Linked DNA regions of Zea mays: all the other regions are linked to region 3. A link is a contact called in public Hi-C data. All regions are on one chromosome and are shown on one strand. Each heading gives the region's core, a stretch centred on a gene start, on an enhancer-like site or on the middle of the called end of the contact. The rest is flanking DNA. Distances are from core to core; before and after follow the strand shown. Region 1 holds the start of LOC100191461. Region 2 holds the start of LOC103629954 (alpha-mannosidase 2). Region 3 holds the start of LOC100193155 (U3 small nucleolar ribonucleoprotein protein IMP3-like).

Region 1 (3,981 bases), core at 164-2,663, 130 kb after region 3:
GCTCGAGTCTTCTAGAGCTTCAGTAGTGGTATCCGACGAGACTGAATGTGATGGGTGCACCCTACACATGTCAAACATCACCACTTTACAAACCAAGTACGACACCTTGCTAGATGAGCATGACGAGTTGAGATCTAGGTCTAGCTTGTTAGATGCGTGTACTGCTTGTCTTAGTTTGCAGACTAAGCTAGCAGAGAGAAAGGCTAGGATAGCCCTGCTTGAGAAGGCTAGTTTAGTAAGTGCACCTGCACCTACGCAGTGTGCACTTTGTGAGGGTTTATAGTCTGCTCTTGAGTCCTGCAGACATGACAAGACCCGAATCGAGGAAGAAAACACATACCTTCGGTCGGTCTTGAGCTAGGTGTCGTGCATTGATCCCAGCATGGTGGTCAGTCAATTTAAGAGGGGAACTAGCGGACCGAGAATATGCTTTGCTTCTAGGTCTGGGAGTGACAAGGTTGGTGAGTGGAGTGGATTGAAACCATTAGAGAAACCTTCATTCACTCCCAAGCTTGACAAAATCACCTCACCTGAGCCTATCACCCGTGCGAGAGATGGTGTGACTTAGGAGCCTGTGAGAGCCCCTCCTCAGAAACAAGTGTGGATTCCAAAACCTAACCGCCTTGGGAACACACTTGTTACCCTTCCCGACATCTCTAGCGATCCCCTTCCTGGAAGCCCTCAGCCACATCCACCTAAAAAGCCCAAAACTCACAAACAGATACCACCCAAGAGAGAGGTGAGATTCCATTGTGACTATTGTGAGAGGGATGGGCATCTGGCTGTTTTTTTTCTTTAGGAGGAAGAGAAATGAGCGTCGGGTTTCTGAGCCGAGCATAAAAGACATGAACCGTCTTTCTCATGGTGTTCATGATCTTCATGCTCGAAGACGTCCTGCGAGGCCTAGAAGTGCTTTGCCTCTTGCTGGTAGGCCTCAGGTAGAGAGACCACAGGGTGATAGTGACTTTGGTTCTTACTTCCCGAGCGGAGCACAATGAAGTGGTGCTTACTCTTTTTCTATCACTTCGGGAGTCATGGAGATAATTGTGGAGATCTTTGTTTATGGGTTGTAATTGAGGGGGATTTTCAAGTTTGCCATCACTGTTAGTGAACTTTGCTACCTTGCTATTGGGCCCATAAATCATAGGTACAGATGAACTCAAATCATATACATAGATGACGTAATAGCAAAGAAGCAATACTTGTGGGTTGCAAAATTGCAAATATTTATGTAATTGATGGGCTATTAAATCGTTCTAATAGATTTATAATATAATTCTCTTAATACTTTCTAGTGATAATAATATTTTAAATCTGAGTTAAAGCTTCTTGGTGTGAATTTCTAAATCCCTTTTGTATCTGGAGTTATTCCAAACAGCCATTGATGTGTCCGCCAAAGTAATCCGAGCGGCCCATTGGAAACATACCCTCCTCTCCCCGCGGGGACATGATACTCCTGCAAAACCCTCGACCTAGACGGTGCAGCGCCGCCGGCCCGCCGCCGCGGTCTCTGCCTCTGCCTCGTCATGGCGCGGACGATGCTGCCGTCTCCTTCGCCTCACACCGCCGTCAAGAGAGAAATCGAGGACGCAGAGCCCACCGCTCACACGCCGGCGTCACTGCCTCGCAAGAAGCGCCGCCGTGGAGGCCGCCTCCCAGTGACTCCCACCCAGCTTCCCCTAAGCCCTCCCCTCGTCACGCCCCAGACCATCCCATCGGTGGCATCAGGGGACGCGTCCTTCGCCGGCCTAACGCCGACGCCCGTGTTCTCTGCCGTCAAGGACGAGTCCGGCGCGGACACCGGGGTGGGGAGCAACGGGAGGGCGTCCGGGAAACGGAATGACTCGCAGGACCTCCGCTCCGTCCCGAGGCCCGCGGCAGCGGAGCCTCCCACTCTCTGGCTCAACCGCCGGCGTCTGGGCCTCATCCTCCACGAGCTCGCGGGAGCGCACCGGTGGCGCGACGCGGCCAGCGTCGTCTCGACGCTCCTTAGCGGCAACCGAAAGCCCGACTCCTACGAGGAGACGCGCAGAATGTTCGTGGTAAGCAACCATGCCTGATAAAATTTGCATTTTTTTACTTTGTTTTAGTTGTTGGTGTTTCTGATGTGAACATGTGCTGGATGAAAGGTGGCCATGGAGATTCATAAGCGGCTTGCTGAGGACAGCAGCGTGCAGTACGGTGGCAGGAGCAGCTACTACCTCAGAACGCAGAAGTTGTTCAATGTTTGGATGCGAAAGCTGATTTGGTTTCCTTCTTGCCCAAAAGTAATTCCTAATTCTACTGTCAGTCAGGCTTTTGTGATATAAAGGGATCCTGTTATCAAGTATTCTAGTTAGCTGATGCTAGTATGACTGAAATGAGAAATATATGAATGAAACTGGACAAATACCTTGGGTTATATTACTAGTGCCTGCATCATCTCTGTTTCATTAAGGACATATCTGGAATATTTTTGGGAGGACAACATAAAGGCTATGTATTCCTACATCAGCGTTACAAGCTTCTTATTTTTTAATACTAATGCGATGGTCATCATCTTACCTGTGGAATGCTATTTTTTTCGTTTAATTTTATAAATACTGATGGATGGAAAACATGATAACTTATGTTCTGCTGCCTGCTTGGCCATTTTGTTATTGTTATTTTTAGATACTTGACCATTTTTTCATTTGACAGAAAAACTTGGTTACACTTGAACTGGCCCTATTTTACCTTTCACAAGGCAACATCGACAATGCACACATCGCAACAAGAACGTGCGTCATCTGTACACTCATCATGTGTTCTTTTGTTCTCTCTGTTATACCTTTTTATCTGCTGTGGTCATGGTTACAAGCCTGTTCCCTGTTCCCTTCACTTTTTCTGTTCATTTCTATGAAACCTATATATAGACATCCAAGAAAAAGGTCGTAGGTTGCTAAGATTATCAAGCATATTTTTTTCACTTTAGGTCAATGAATTATATGATACTTGAGTTGTAGTTTAGACATGCAATTTCCAATATTGCTTCAGAATATATATATATATATATATATATATGCACTTATATTTCTTAAAATAGATATTTATTCTGCTGAAAGCTTCTTAGTACCTTATATGCAGTTTCTGTGATACTTGCTTATGGTTGAAGCTTTTGGGTATTAGTTGTTTGCCATCTTTCACTTCAATTTAGGGCCTTTTTGGATCCATTAGCATGAAACATTAGCAACTAAAATTAGTACTAGTGGATCCAAATAGGCCTGATAATAAACCTGCTAATTATTAGCTGGCGGGCTGCTATCTATTTGGTCCATTAGCTAGTTTGGAGTTGCTAATAGCTGCTAATAGTTTATATGCACTGCACTTTCAACTCACTATCCAACCACCTATTAGCAGGTGGATCCAAACAGCCTCTTGCTAAAAATTAGTAGCTATTGGCTTATTACCTAGTGTTAATGGATCCAAACATGCCCTAAGTCCTTTTTAGTTCTTCCCACATGACTGAATTGATCTAATTTGAGAACTTGATAATTTCTTTTGTTTTTCAGCCTTATCGCCAATGGTAAACTGCAGACAGAACCAATCTTAAATCTCGTTCATGGTTTAATATCATTTGATAAATGGTACTCTGGCTTGCCTAAAGATATGCAAGTTGAGGATTTTGATGTTTATGATGAATCATGCGGTATTCCGATGAAGTCAAATGGTTCTGCAGGAACTGATCTTCTGGTTAATTCAGATGAGGATAGCATGAATATTGATGAGTCCAGTTTGGCTACTTGCTCTTCAGAAAGTTCTATCAATAATGAGAATATAGACAAAAAAATGAATAACAAACCTGGTTTTCTTCACCCTAAAGAGGAAATGGATCCACTTGAATCACAAGGAAATGAAAACTTGCGAAGCATATTTTTGGATACCTCTGATGGTCCTACTTGTGGTAAGTATCAATTTTGTAGTTCTTTTGTGTTCTTCAAGATGTTTTGCTTTCTGTTTCAG
Region 2 (3,894 bases), core at 980-3,479, 220 kb after region 3:
ACTAATCGCGATTAGTCGTCCAAGTCGATTTGGACCAATCGCGATTAATCGTCCAAGTCGGTCAGCTAGAACGTGCAGCAAGTAGTCCAACTTGAAAACAATGGGTATAAATAGTCATTTTGGCGTGTACTTGCCTGTTCTATGATGGCAAAGTAGTGGGAGTTTGCCTGCATTGAGAAACAAAGGGAATTCAATGTAGCTTCCTTTTAAAGAGAAATATGAATATGATGAAATACTTTGCTAGAAAAGATTAAACCAACAGAAAGAGTACAGTGTTATAAAACACGCTAGTTTCATTGATATAGAATAAAAGAGCACAATATCTGTTGAACAATGAATGGCTTAATAATAACAAGCTCATAGCAGAAGCAACATGCTAAAGGAAATAAAAAATAAACATGCCGGTGCTGTGTGTGATCATTTAGTCATAACCCTGACTGTTGAATCTCTTTAACATGTGTACTAATATATGCAAATTCCAGAGAAACAAATCCGGGCACGATAGTTCATGTAGGCTATCGTGGCGCTATACCAGCTCACAACAGTTGTCGCTACAATACCATTGTACTAAATAGTGGGCTATAGCAGCTGAGCAGGCCTCTCCGGTAAATTTTATCGCCCGCTATTTAAAACATGTAAATGCTCAATTGCCCACAGAATCTGTAGATTCTCTAAGCTTGAAGTGACCATGTAGCACAAGAGTCACACCTGACACTAGGCCTGAATCGACTCCTAAGCACAGAAACTACAAGTACACAAACCAACGAGATATAAGACCAAAATAAGTTACAACCAATTCATATCAAAAGCATCAAGTGCATACCTCCCTAAGATTTGAGATCACAATGTGGGCAAGGAGAAACAATGAAATTCGGTATCAGTCCTACAAGCACGGCGGAATTCATTTGTAATCGACTAGACAGCCAGGTAATAAAACGTGAAATGAAATTCATTTCGTTCATGGCCTAGACAGATGATGGACGCATAGCATATTGGGATGACAATGGAAAACAAAAGCAAGGAGACAGAAGCTACGGTTTACTCCTTAAACCCCATCTAAACCACAAAATTTTGCATCCCTCTCACCTCATCGTTCATGACCCATCCACCGCTCACAATTTCGAGCTGCCCGTCACGGACAAGCTTAGCGAATGCCTCTCGCATCTTGGGCGTCGCGTCGCGCCACCACCTCTCCAGGTATGACATCTCCTCCCATATGAATTTCCTTCGCGAATCCTATACCACAGCAGAATCCTGAGTCCTGACAATCGTCAAAAGGAGAAGAGCACCAAGAGCCAAAACCCAAAAGCAAATCTCGAGTGGCGAGAACACAAGGACCTTGGAGAGGGACTCGACGATGGTATCAAGAATGTGGCGCGACTGGCGCTGGTAGTACTCCTCCACGGTGCGGATCCAGCCGGGGTCGTTGTGCGAGTGAGGCGCGACGAAGACCTTGAGCTTCTCGGTGTCCCACTCGTCGCCCCTGTACTTGACCTCCCACCCCTGCTTCCACGCACCACCGTCAACGTCGCTGAACTCGATCCCGTCGTAGAGGTCTCTCGTCGTGATATCCACGGGCGCCTCGCGTCCTATCCGAGCCGATACGGCGGCTGCCGCGGCCGAGTCCCGGTGGCGAAAGGCGGGGCTGCGGGTGAGGCGCGCGCGGCGACGGGTGGGGGAAGACAGCGCAGCGGAGCGGGATGAGGGGAAACCGAGACGGATGAAGGCTAGGATGAAGAGCGCCGCGAAGGCCGTCGCCGCGAGGCAGAGGGCGCGCCGGGAGTAGGGGGAGGACGCGGAGTAGAGCCCCCCGCGGCGGCGGGAGAAGGCGGGCACGGAGAGGGAGGACTTGGAACGGAGGTGGTGGTGCGCCTTCGGCTTGGAGGTGGTGGGGAGTAGCGCGCCGGAGCGGGCCCCGCCACTGCCGGAGAAGAAATGCATCGCCGCCGGTTTCGGGGTCGGGATGGAGTGGCCTGACTGACCTCGCGCGGGATCGTCTGTCGTCTCGAGTGGGTCTGTGGGTGCGCGATGCGCCTTTCCTCCCGTGCCCGGCCCGGCCCGGCCCAGCCCAGCAATATTCGGGTGGGATTGGAGAGTCGGGATTCGTGAGTGGAAGAGCTATGTACTAGGTCCAGTTTGGTTTAGGTTCTGTTTGGTTTGGCTGTGGTTGTGAAAAAAACTGTTGTAGACTATAAGCTATATAAAAGTTGTTGTGTGTTGTAAGCTATTAAAAATCTAGGCTTTGTTTGATTTGGTTGTGGCTATGAAAAAAGCTGTTGTAGGCTGTGAGCTATGTAAAAAGCTGTTGTAGGTTGTGAGCTATTAAAAAACTAAAAATCGTTTGATGGAAACCACTAAAGTTGTTAAAAGTTCTTCGATATATGTTTTCACGGTTCCATCTGAAAGCCACTAAAAGCAGGTCCAGGGGTGCTTTCAGTTTTGCACTACGAGAAAGCCGGTTTTTAGAAAAAACTGCTTCCTGCATCCATCCCTTTGGTTTGGCTTTTGGTTTTTATGGGGTAACAGCCTAAACCAAAAGTCAAACTAAACACACCCTTAGGTCACTAAAGTTTTGTGACTAAAACTTTAGTCGTTTTTAGTCCCTAAAAGGCAAATCTCGTGTGGATGACTAAGGGGTTGTTTGGTTCTATACCTATGGTGCTAAAACATTGCCACATAATTTTATGCCGCACTTGCCTAAGGTGGCTAAGGTTAGACGCTCAAATTCTACGCCACAGTTTGCCACACTTTTACCCGTCATTGACAAGTGGGACCTACATAGCAGGAGAAAAATCTTGCCACAACCGTGGCTTCAAACCAAACACATGTCTAACTTGGTCAAACTTGGCTAACCTTAGTCGTGGCAAACAGTGGCAAGTTAGGCAGCAAACCAAACAGCCCCTAAACTTTAGTTCTTTAGTCAACAATGGATGCCTAAGAGAGACTAAAGTAGGATTTTTACCTCATTTGCCCTATGATGAGTAAGTTTAGTCAGAACGAAGCCGAATTACGAACGGTGTGCTTCAACCCTTCACTGACATATGGGTGTCATGTTCGTCAGTGTGGCGTTAAGTTGGCGCTGCGAGATGGCTACTGGGTTTTGGTGCCACATTATAGCTAGGAACGGTAACTTGATCAGTGGATTCGGATGGAGTTAGACATGGATACAATTTTTAACCTATGGGTCAGACCCATATCCAATCCGAAGTCGGGCAGGTATGGATTAGGATATTACCTCCCACTTGTGGTTATCCGATCATTGGATATTCGCAATCGATCCATAGTTTTTTTGGCTAACTCATATTACACAATAAAGAGTAGACCCTAACCTCATGAACCCAATGCCTAACGCTCTCAATTCCCCATTGTTGGCCGCCCTTTTAGCATTGTTGGCTTCGTGCGTTGTGCCTCGTGGCTCCTATCAAGTCCCATAGACCGCAGCACCGCTGGCAGTTGTCCCTTCCAAGCTCCAGTGCCCTTGGTTGTACCCCGAATGTCCATAATAATTCTTTTATTAGGTTTTTAATTGTGTATGATGGTGATTTAGGAAGAAATTTAATTAATTATGTTATTGAATTGTTGAAAATGATTATGTCTATCATATCCGACGGATATCCAAAAACCATCTGAAACCCCGATGGGCACGAGCATGGACATAAATTCTATTTGTGTGTATGCGCAAGCAGATATTGATGCAATTGCAGTGTTAGAGCGAAGGCAAAACACCCCCTCGATCATTTTCCCCTTGTATATTAATTTACTACCAAAGTATCAGGCGTAGGGCCAATCAAACAGGGAAGAAGAGAGGGCGCAGAGATGGACCTCGGAGACCATGGGCTCCGCCCCCTCGCCCTAACGACGAGGACAATAAGGTGTGCTCACCTACGAAGAGGT
Region 3 (3,545 bases), core at 407-2,906:
GCTTTGAGCCCTCCTAGCCCCTACAAGAGGATCCGCCCCCATAGGTCAGTCCATCTCGCGTGCACACAACCATGGGAACCAGCGAGTGACCTTTTTTAACCTCAGCCTAAAATTCGCTCCCACTGGATTCGAACTCAGAACCTGAGGAGTGCTACTCAGACCACCTAACCAAATCGGCTAGAGACTCTTTCGCAGTGAAGTTCAATATTGGATTGTATGACCAGACATAGGAAGAATACAAACATATAATTAGAAATCTCATGATTTCAGATATCCAAGCAACCTTTGCCACAGTTACACTGGAGTAAGTTCTGAGGAACCAGTCAAACAATTCATATGTAGATACCTCAACACACTGAGGGTCCATTTGGAACGCAGGAAATATAATTAGAAATCTCATGATTTCAGATATCCAAGCAACCTTTGGCACATTTACACTGCAGTGAGTTCTGAGCAACCAGTCAAACAATTCATATGTAGATACCTCAACACACTGAGGGCCCATTTGAAACACAGAAATTTCACAAGAACCATCTCAATTTCACAGGAAAACACAGGATTCGAGAATGCAATTATAAAATGTTCCTATATATGTGAGGTAGTAAAGGAAACAGCAGTATGCCTTTCCTTACATACTACAAACAGGTACAGGTGAAGTTCAATACCGTTAACTCTACAAGCAGTCAAAGATACAATCAATAGCTACACAGGAGGCGAACTTGTAAGATTTTGGTACTTGAGGATGTAACCCCAGCTCAAAATTTACATAACCAATGGTATATACAATCTCACGATCAAGTAAAGTGAACTAGCAGTCTTACAGCTTATCGAGAATCAAGTCTGTCATCTGGATTCTGAAAGGGTCTCTTGGGTCCATCTGCTTTATGATGTTAACGAGCTTTTGCACCATTAAGCATATCCCATTGTACCTGCCACCCAACAGTCCAAAATTTTCAGTGTATCCTTGATCAAATGCTTCGTTGAGAATTCAACATAAAGCAATCCTACTACTGATCCAATACAAACTACAGAGATGATTAAACAGGCAAGCAAGAGATAGCGGGGATAGAAAAAACCCACTTCTTGTAGTCGTCCCTCTCCACGAGGCGGTAGCGCTGTGTGACGAGCGCCTCGCGGTGGCCGCCCTCCCTCTTGTACTCCAAGAAATTGTGCCTCTTGAGGAGCTTCTGCTCATGGAACTTGAGCTTCCTCATCTTCAACTTTACGCAGCAATCGAGAGAAAGCCGGGTTAAGAAAAATAACTGCCGGAAGAACAACACGAACAAGTAAGGCGAGGATTACTTGCCAACGATACAAGAAATAGACGTAATCAATTTAAGCCAGCGCAGTCAGTACCAGCAGAGGGCGAAGAGAGGAGCGCGACGCCTCTCGACAGAGAAGTGGTTTGGTTCGTTGTTTCCTGTCGCCGGCGGAAAAGTCGCCGATGAGGAGGCCCAAGAACTTTGGCGTCGCCGGCGGTAGAATGGAAAGGGGTGCAGCGGAGGGAGTGCGGTAGAATGTCGGGGCTCGGCCGTGCGAGCGTTATGCCGTGCGGCGGTGCTCTCGAAGTCGAGAGAAGGCAACAGGGCGTGCGGCGCGCGGCTGGGACACCTGTTGCCTGTTGACGCTGGACTCGATGACACCTAGGGTTTGATACATGGGCTGGCATTGTGGTTTGTGGGCATAAATTGATACTGGACCTAAATTTCAAGCACCGTAGGCGCCCGTGGGCTGAAACGGGTCCGCAAACGCTGGGCACCTGTTACCTGCGAGGAAAGAGGCAAAATTCCATACAAAAGTTAACTTTCAAAGCATCTCCAATATCCGAGAAAATGACCCCTAAAAATCAGTTTTAAAGGATATCTAAAAAATTTGTGGCGTAAATTTTAATCATTTCTCCAACAGATCCCTTAAAGCGGCAAATTATTTATAGGGAGCCCAAAAAACCCTATTTGTAGCTACAAATAAGGAAGTTTTAAGTGTTATGAAAAAGTTGGAAGCACTTTAAGGGAACTGTTGGAGACATGTTTTATGTTTTTCCCAAAAAATTGATTTAGGGGAGACTTCTGAGGAGCTCTTAGAGATGCTCTTATCCCCTCAACTAAAAAAAGGCGGCTACCATCTCCCAATTGCAATAGTTCTGTCAGGCTAACTCCAACAAGAATATACAAAGGAATCTAAATACGCATTTATGCAGTCCACCAAACGACGATACCCAAATGTTAACGTGTCCAACCCAAATGTTAATGTGTCCATCGAGCAAGTCTCCCGCCAAGCAAGTCTACGTAGCGAACGACCGAGGCCCCCGCCAAGTAAGTCTGTGAGGCGAAGCGGGCGACCAGCTTCCCCGTCGAGCAAGTCTAAGCGTCGAGCCAAAGCCACAAACATACATCGACCACGACAGTGCGTGGCGCCAGAAGCCCAGGCGATAAGACACAGACACAACTCTCCGACGAACTCAGCGCCGGAGCCTCTACAATAGCCGGTATGGCGGAAACGACAAGATAGGTGCCATATCGAATGGACCAATCCATACGCGCGGAAGGACAACTTGGGGCCCACAATGGCGGGAGGGAACCATGTTGTGTCAGTCGAGCCCCGAGACTCAACCATGGGGCCTGTCGCGCATCACCTCGGGGACATCATCCACAGACCCGCTGTAAGGACAGAAGCGACAGGTGGCGCCATGCCCAGGAGTGCTTCTTCGCATGACCAGGAGAAAGGGACCCGCTGCAACGGACAAAGGATTTCTTCTTTCTTTATTATCTCTCTAAAGAAATAGCAATGTAAGGTCAGGTCCTTAGGATATAAAAGGGAAAGACCCTCTTCCTCTGACAAAAGACACACAAGTACACCAGTTGTAACACACTCCAAGCAGTACTACGATCAACACTACAATGGAGTACAGTGTGAACTTGAACCAGTATGAACCGGTATAAACCCTGCGCCCCGAGTTCATCGTCCGAGTCCCTAAGACTCACCAACGAGGATTAGTCAGGACCTTGCGTGGTTCTGGATAACTCAATAAAAACATCGGCGTCATCCACGAGAGTTTGCATCTCTACCTTGCTCTTTAGCTTCCGTATTTATATTAAGCATTTAAGTTTCAATCTTGGCTTTATACTTATATTATTTAGGATTGGAACTTAGACATTACGGTAGAGATAGCAACACTTAGACAAAACCTAGTCTGCACATTCTAGTTTGATTATTTGCATAGGTTTTGCTCTAGGGATTTATTTGTGGCCTAGTTTAGTGAAACTTTTAGAAGTCCTAATCCACACCCTCTTAGGTGTCACATATTTTCTTCAATTGGTATCATAGCATGGTTTGTCTCATTTGAAACATTTTAGCTTCACCGTTAAAAGAGCCGACGCTTTTAGAGAAAGAGGATGGATACCCATAGGCCACCACACTTCGACGGCACAAACTTCCCATATTATATTGCTAGAATGGCTTGTTACCTATAGGTCGTTGATCTAGGTGTTTGGCGAGTCACTCGTGATAGGATGAAACCCCCCAAAAATCTCGAGAAACCCACCACG

What was found. A called contact is a pair of places that touch in the nucleus more often than the background predicts.
Region 1: a contact with region 3 is called in a Hi-C map of leaf, with 5 times the contacts expected there. The contact joins the promoter of LOC100191461 here to the promoter of LOC100193155 in region 3. A contact is called at or near these places in 6 of 25 Hi-C or Micro-C datasets (bundle sheath, ear, leaf and 2 more).
Region 2: a contact with region 3 is called in a Hi-C map of tassel, with 2.7 times the contacts expected there. The contact joins the promoter of LOC103629954 here to the promoter of LOC100193155 in region 3. A contact is called at or near these places in 2 of 25 Hi-C or Micro-C datasets (ear and tassel).

What each region holds. Positions count from the first base shown.
Region 1 is chr6:125,758,149-125,762,129 of Zm-B73-REFERENCE-NAM-5.0, forward strand. LOC100191461 reads left to right here and starts at 1,414. Exons shown (of 9, transcript NM_001349816.1): 1 at 1,414-2,042; 2 at 2,130-2,267; 3 at 2,680-2,759; 4 at 3,531-3,922. The coding sequence starts at 1,527.
Region 2 is chr6:125,846,661-125,850,554 of Zm-B73-REFERENCE-NAM-5.0, forward strand. LOC103629954 (alpha-mannosidase 2) reads right to left here and starts at 2,230. Exons shown (of 4, transcript XM_008651052.3): 1 at 1,339-2,230; 2 at 1,087-1,236; 3 at 135-167. The coding sequence starts at 1,941.
Region 3 is chr6:125,626,258-125,629,802 of Zm-B73-REFERENCE-NAM-5.0, forward strand. LOC100193155 (U3 small nucleolar ribonucleoprotein protein IMP3-like) reads right to left here and starts at 1,657. Exons shown (of 5, transcript NM_001416316.1): 1 at 1,357-1,657; 2 at 1,081-1,220; 3 at 822-929. The coding sequence starts at 1,214.